2 separate regions of the Xenopus laevis genome follow, and region 2 is linked to region 1. Evidence: chromatin contacts called from public Hi-C data. All regions are on one chromosome and are shown on one strand. Each heading gives the region's core, a stretch centred on a gene start, on an enhancer-like site or on the middle of the called end of the contact. The rest is flanking DNA. Distances are from core to core; before and after follow the strand shown.

What was found. Hi-C and Micro-C count contacts between places; a contact is called where the count stands out from the background.
Region 2: a contact with region 1 is called in a Hi-C map of the XL177 cell line, with 2.4 times the contacts expected there. The contact joins the promoter of LOC121397070 here to the promoter of LOC108698960 in region 1. A contact is called at or near these places in 2 of 4 Hi-C or Micro-C datasets (the XL177 cell line and the XTC cell line).

What each region holds. Positions count from the first base shown.
Region 1 is chr8L:74,716,554-74,720,615 of Xenopus_laevis_v10.1, forward strand. LOC108698960 (thyrotropin receptor) reads left to right here and starts at 1,868. Exons shown (of 11, transcript XM_041572998.1): 1 at 1,868-2,318; 2 at 3,601-3,879. The coding sequence starts at 3,704.
Region 2 is chr8L:74,860,683-74,864,744 of Xenopus_laevis_v10.1, forward strand. It overlaps LOC121397070 (stonin-2-like), which reads right to left and starts at 2,218. Exons shown (of 7, transcript XM_041572999.1): 1 at 2,101-2,218.

The DNA.
Region 1 (4,062 bases), core at 618-3,117:
ATCTGGGCCCTTGGTGCCCACCAGAACTGCAGAGGGAGATTAGCATGCCAGCAGCCAGGGTCGGACTGGGCCAGCAGGACACCGGGAAAAAAACCCGGTTGGGCCCGGCCCTCGTGGGCCCCCCGCCATCCCAGACCCAAGCCTTGAGAAAGTCGCAATAGACGAAACGCGTCGGCTGAGCAGTGACGTCATCAGAGGGGGACCAGGATCAGCGTGTCTTACCAACAAACGCCAGGCAAATTGTAACATCTTACAATGGACCGCAGGACTTGAGAACCCCAATGCAAACTGCTTTTTATGCTTATATTAAGCACACACATGTGAGTGCAATCTATGTTTTTATCCTTTTAATCTATTAAAGAAGTTTTTACACGATTTTAGCATATGCTTTTTTAGAAACCTGGAGCTTACCAAGACTGGGATAAAGGATTTTATTACATGCTGATGTTAATTTTAAACGTCTGTAAGTACCCACTGCCCCATATACTCACCAAGAATAGGACAAGGGATTTTATTATATGCTGGTGATATTTATAAACGTCTGTAAGTACCCACTGCCCCACACAGGAGGTGGCCACATTATTTATCAAAAGCACGGAAAATGGTCTTTTAACCCCTTGGTGGAAGACCCCAAAACCACATCGTTTAACTACCGCACAAGGGGTTATATATATTTCATTCGATCTAAAAACTACTACACTATATTGTGTTTGCATTTCCTTCTTGTGTCTACCCTGAGCTTTTAGCGCTGGTATATCTTCAATTGAAGAAAAGGTTGTTTCCATGCCTCTTATCAGCTTGCCCCCCAAAAAATGATAAGTGGTGCGCCACACAATGTCGTTCGTGCATGTGCACTGGGGCCTTTGAAGTGCCAGCAACACTCCGGCATGTGATTTGTAAAGGGGAGGGCCCGACATGGGAGGCCTGGGTGCCTATCCTGTACCAGGGTCCACCGGCAATTCAATATGCCTTCATGTTTTTTAGTAGACTCGAGGTATGACGATTCAAAGTCTCTGTAAAATCCCAGGTCCCAAGCATTCTGCATAATAGATCCCATGTACTATTCTATGAAAGTGTTCATTGTGCCATTTGCTGTACCATTTTATTCTGAGGTTTCTATTCCTGAAATTACTTCAATTTCAATCAATTTCTATTCTTGAAATCACTGCACGATTTAATGAATGGTGCAAAAGGAAAAAAGTGATACACACTGCTAATGTAATTTGCAATTCTCCCACTGGCTGATCTACATTGGTATATATTTCAATTAAATACAAGTTGTCCCATATACCTAAAAAAAATATATATATATAGAATAACACTCACTAAGGCCAGGTATTTGGTTGTTAACCTATCTGGCCTAACTTGTAACCACATGTATGGGCAGTACTGGACCAGACCTAGACTAGGCCCTTGTGTTTTAAGTACACATTTGGGACGCAAAAGCCACCAGCCCATTAAAGAGTGACTGTCTATTGCACCCAACAACAGCTCCTCTGACATTTCCCCCAATCCACAGATTGGCATTCTTGGCCTCTACTGGACTAACCATGATATTAACAAAACTTGTGGGAGATGTGACGCATAGTGATGTTGGTGATAACAGGTTTTAAATAGTACAAAATGAAATGGAAACATACCGGGTACAATGGGTAGTCTTATATACTTAATAGGTACTGTACTTGAAGAATCCCCATACAGCATGCCATTTGCCTCAGAATACAAGCATCATTTGCAGCTATAAGAAAAATAATATTTCTTTGACAGTTTAATGCAGTAGTGGTATTCTTGCCCATTCCAAACTTTAGCAGAGTTCTTGCAGTGACAGAGAAATTGACTGCTTAAACAAGGCACAATATTTGCTGGTCATGTGTTGCTTCAACTGCGGCCAGCAGATGGCACAGCTTCACTACATGTGATTTTACTGTGCACAGACTGTTGTGTCAAGGAAGCAGGCTTGCCTATCAAATGAGACAACCTAAAAAATGTAAGGGGTGGAGATGGTTCACTAAGTGTTTATAGGAAAAAGGCAACTTGAGTTTTAAAGAAGCACTTGAACTGTTGCAATGAAACTAAGAGCAACAGCAGGGAGGCTCAAGCAGCATAGACATCTGAAACACCAAGAGCATCATCTAAAGGAGAACTGCAGGACAGCACTGGTTGTGATAGAAGATCAACTTAGAGGCTACTGTCAGCTTTGGTACCTGAGCCCTCATTACAGCGCTAGCAAGTAGGCAGAACCCAGAGGAGCAGTTGTTTGTACCAAACTGCAGAATAAAGATCAAGAGAGATTGAATTGATCAGTGTCTTGGCAGAAAGTAAGTAAATGAACCTCAATACCAGGGCTATTCTAGAAAAAGATTGTCTTTGAATAGATGTGTTTTGTGCTTCAGTGTTTTGCACCCCAAAAACAAAAAGTCCATACATAGTTCAGTAAATAGTAACTCAGCCTACAAGCTTGGGTGTATGAAGGGTAACAGTTGGAATGAGCCCTTATAAAATGAACCATTTCTAGACTCTTTGGCACTGGATTTATAATCAGAAATTGAAAGCATACCCCCGCCTAGAATGTGATGATCAGGACACACATCAGGGTTTTTTTTAACTGGTTATATAGTGGCTCCTGTGTAATGGATATTAAACCAGATTATGTCCGCCATCTGAAAATATTATGTAGTTTAGATTGTGATGTCCTAATATTTCTAGTTTTGCATACATTCCTTTATAACTGTTGTAAATTCATGCCCTAGCCCGAAGTATGTGTTTTCTTATTATTATAATTATATTCATGATCTAGATCAGCAGTTTTATTACTGGTTTGACTTATTCCCCCTCTTGTTGGTCAACATTTGGGCTTGTTTATTTAAAAAAAAAAAAGCTTAGACAATGTTTCCTCTAAATTACAGAATGCGTAGAACATTCTGCATGAAAACATATTCAGCACTTGCTTGGAAAAAATTTAAAATACCAAATATGCAAAACAAAGTTCTGTCATCTAGTTAGAATTCTACTTCATTTTAGTAGATCTTTAGGCTGCCTACATCCAAAGTTTTGTGCTCCCCTAGGGTAATTTTACTAAATCATTTGGAAAATCAGGAAAATTTTGAACACATTTACGTTGCTGTGCTCCACTGATTCTAGCTGCATTAAAAAAATTGTCACAGATCTTTCATATGAACTGATAACCTGCCCAGTCTCACAATCTGAGAACCTCTTCTCTAGATTCTAATGCCCGCTAAATATTTATAATGGTATTCAGACTGAGTTCCAAGTTTACTCTGGGCAAGTACATGGGCAGTAACCCATGGCAAACCAGTGGACCCTAACAACTAGATAACTGCTGAAATTCAAAACTGGAGAGCTGCTGAACCAAAAGCTAAATAATTTAAAAAAAATAAATTAAAGACCAATTGCAAATCGTCACAGAATAGAACTCTCTACATCATACTAAAAGCTCATTTAAAAGCGAACATGCCTTTTTTAAATGCTTTTTGATTCTTGATTTAGAAAAAGCATAATATGTGTTTGTATAAAAACTCATCAGTTGGAAGTGTTCTATGTCTGAATGAGCTAAGGAGCTAGTGTAATTCTCATTTACAGATCTAAAGAAGAATTGTGCTGGTTTGACAAGAAGAGACCCAAAGAACTGCTGCCTCATAGATACTTTCACCAGATCATGTAAAACTTGGTGAACTGCTTTGAGATGTCTCCTTACCAAACGCTCTACTTGCCCAACTGTCTCCTGCATCTGATACTTCTTCTGCCCTATATTGATGCCACCTGTCCTGTGGGCTGTGAATGCACAGATGGGACAAACCACAAAACCACCTGCAGGAATGTGCATGTACTTCCAGAGGTGCCCCCATATACAGAGACTCTGTAAGTATTTACTGGGAGGAGGAGAACCAACCACATAAATTGGTGGTGTCCCATACATATGTTACGTATGAGGAATACTTGTAATATACTGTAGATTACTGTAGAATGTGTCTTCTTGTTTTCCTATAACTGCTGGAACAAACTGTCTTTTCTATCCCCACAATACATTTTCACTGCTTTTTT
Region 2 (4,062 bases), core at 968-3,467, 140 kb after region 1:
TGAATATTCTTTTTTGCCACAAATCTCATCCTAATTGATCTTCTAGCAGGGCAGACCACATAAGTATTCTCCAGAAATCTTTTTCCAGTTATTAACCACTTTTATCCTGAGGTATCAACTGTGTATTTAAATCAGTGGTGTAACAACTTGGGTCCACCCCCTCCTCCACAATCTTCAGAGGGGCCTAACACTCTGCAACTGACCCTGACCCTACCTTGTCACTCCCTCAAGTAAGTATGTAGAGTGGCTAAACAGAAAGATGAGCCCACATCCGGCCTCTGATGTCCTGTCCAATTGCCTGTTTTTAACCACAATCTTTTTATCCCTCTGGAAACTGTGTTATTGGACTTTTGGCCTGTGTCAAGCTTCCTCCTTGGTCCTCACTTTCTCTCAGTAGGCCGAGTGGCCCTGGACTGTATGACAAGAATTGTGTAACTTTCAAAAATATATGAACCAGTGCTAAATTTTGCAGCAACTTTTACCTAGTGCAATTAATAAAAAAAAATTATATAAATGCATTTTGGGGGGGGGGGGGGGATTTTGTGCTACTTCAGCACCAAGTCTGTGAAGGTTTTCATTATCCAGGTCTTGATATAGACTATATTTAGTTCAGGTCTGGACTGGGATTCAAAAATAGGCCCTGGCATTTCAGGCACAAAGTGGCCCACAGCATTGGACTGGGGGTTGCCGTGTCAGAGGGACCCCATACACCCCCCCACATCAGGCCTAACCCCCCTCCACCAGCCCCTGTCCGGCACTTACCTTTTTTTCTTCACGCCAATAGGGGAGATCAGGGAGCAGAGCTGGGAGCAGATCTTGGTGGGTGGGGCCCACAAGGTTTTTTCCCAGTGTCCATCTGGCCTAGTCCAAAAAACAATGACTGCCTATGACATTTGCCAGAATTCACAGACTGCCAGTTCGGGTCTGTTCTAGTTGTGTTAAGACTGAACTTTATCAGTAATGTTCAAAATTACTCAAATTCCAGTTGCTTTAGACTTGTCATTACTATATACTAATAAATGAGCACCCACATATGTTGGTACATCTTTATCAAAGAGCACACCCTGTGTATCTCACTTTTGCTATCTCACAACTGCTACCGACCCTTACGTATAAAGGAATAAATAACCATGAGAACAGAACCTTCCTACACTACATATTTGCCTTTATTTACATGCGTGGGTGCTGTCATAACAAATTACTATTTCTAGGATTTGAGAATACCTCAGCCAAGACATGCAATATGTCAGTTCCCACACATATTTCTAAATGTAAAGAATATGAAATAAATACATTTACCAAAGATCTTTAATACACTATATCCAGTATCAATTTTGGCATAAACTATATGCATCTTGATGCCTCTTAAGGTTCCTAAATTCAAAAGACCCGCTTCCATAGAATACAGACCTTTGCCTAAAACACCATGTCACAAGACATCATTCCCCCTAAACACTCTCTACATGAAATGGACAAATCATGTCTCTCACTTGTCTTTCAAATAGAATGCATATATCACCCACTGTTAACTAAACCTGCACATAGCATCCAGTACCATAGACATGACAGCATGCATCCCACCTAAATAAACCCAAAATACACAACTAAATAAACACTCTAGTAAATACCCTAAATGTATTGCACAGTAACCTTATGGCCATACCCTGAGTACTTCATCCCACAGACACCAGTGCATTTGTCTCATCACAATTCCCTGGACACACTTTTTGTATGAAACCATTAGAAGATATATTTCAGTGTTCATTTTTGGCCCCATACTTTGGGCTGAGCTACAATGACACCGTGCGGGCATCGGTTAGTAAGGTTACCTACCTGCAGTTGTATGTGGCATTTAGGAGTGGCAGTCAGTCAGCTGGCACTTTAACTGGATCTGCCAGACTGAACAGCTTATTATTTCCTTCAAGGTAGTTCAGAGATAAGGTAGTACAGGGGTGTAATAGCTCTACTTAAATGAGGTTCTTGGGTACTAAGGAAATGAAGTACTCAGCGACTTCACAGGTTTTGATCAAAGTCTTATGTTGTTACAGAGCTCGACCCAGCTCTCCATATCCATGTGCCAACTGATGCCACTGCACTTACCTACCCCCTGTGCCCACACGAACCCTCTCCCAGCAGGACACTGTTCAGACAAAACGCCTCCACGAACCAACTCGGAACTGTGAGCCGGAGAGACCGAGATCTCTAGGCCCCGCCTCCTCCGTGTAAACACCTGCTGATTGGTTCTATCCGAACATCTGGACAAAAGGGCTGATGCTTTAACCCCGTGTATGTGTCCTGGCAGCAGAGCTGAGCTGTGCAAGTGTCGGGCATGAAGCTTGAGTGGGTTTGTAAACAGCACAGGATTTTATAGCTCAACATATACAGGCAAAGACGTTAGCGCCCCAGTGCTGCAGCTTCACAGACTGATACTAGTAAGCTACAAATCCCCATGCCCCTCTGAATATCATAAAGAGGTCCTATAAGGGTGGGAAGTGATAGGGATACTTGCTTTTTATAATGTCTCGTGTGTAAATCAGTTATTGAGCCACAATAAAAGCCAACACATTTCAGACTAGTGATTATATCTCAGGTGAGACTGGCAAGTAGATATAATGTGCACCAGCAAAGCTAAAAAAAAAAAAAACAAGCAAAAGCTTAAAGGGTATTCACCTTCCAAACTATTTTTTCAGTTTAGTTTTCAGATTGTTCAACAGAAATAAAGATTTTTTTTTCAGTTGGTTTCCATGCTTTATTTTTTGCTTTAATTTTTTTGCACAATTTAAGTAGAATGTCCCTGTCTCTGGTGTTTCAGTAATTCAGCTCAGTAATTCAGTTGCCGATTCAGAACTGTTACAATTTTGCCACATTTCTCAGCAGCATCTCTGGCGTATTAGCAACTATTGTATCAATTCTAACAGCTGCCTGTAATGAAACCCAGAGATTTTGCTCAGCAGGGACAAAGATAAGACATGTATCAACTAAATGTATCAATTTAGAACAGTTTACAGAGTCGGCAACTAAGACCAGCTTTTAGACAGAATAATGGCAGAAAATATAAATATATGCTTTTATTGTTACATAGGAATCCAATGCATGTCATCCTGCTCCTTCCCAAAAAAACTGGGGCTCCTCATCAGGAGTCCTGCATTTTTCTGTGCCCCTGATAAGGAGTTTCTTGAGTCCCCCTCTTCTCTTTAATTGTTCATTAATTGGGGAGTTTACAGTTGACCCCCTGCAATGAGCACCACCAAATTATATTATATAAAGAAGTGCACTACCAGTATTTCTAAATCACATATTACTTAGCAAGCTGAGATGATTCAGACCTATCACTACTAGAGCACAGAATGGGGTTGGTGGTCTGACTGTACAAAACAATGAAAGTTATATGTCCAATTTACTCTGGTTGCTCTGTGCAGCAGCTCAGTTGAATAAACAAAACATCAAAGATTTAGGGTAGGGTAACACTGGGCGATTCGGTCGCCTGGCGACTAATCGCCACGTCTTTGTGGCAACCAATCTCCCCGGATGCCTTAACTCTGTCTTGTGCTGGCTAAAATGAAAAGTCGCCTGTGGCATGGCACACGCGTCGCTTCGGGTGACATACTCCAAAGTCACCTGAAGTTTCCTCGCAAGGCAGCTTCATGCAACTTCGGAATATGAAGCACTGCATGTACCATGCCACAGGCGATTTTTCATTTAAGCCAGCACAAGACAGAGGTAAGGCATTCGGGGAGATTGGTCGCCGCAAAGACGAGGCAATTAGTCGCCAGGTGACTAAATCTCCCGAATCACCCAGTGTGCCCTTACCCTTCAAGAAAAAACACTACCTGGAATAAATGTTTTGCAGTCAATCTGCTCGAGTTCCTTTTCCTTTGAATCTTTGACGTTTTGTCTATGACTACTAGATATGCTGCTGCATCTTACAGTTAAAGCTGTACCTCTGACAAATGAACCCTATTTAGACTTGTATAGATGTTATGCAATGTCCAGAAAGCAGAGACCCAAGGGCTGTAAAGTTTCTGGACCGTAACTCCCAGGATCCCTCCACAGTCAACCAGA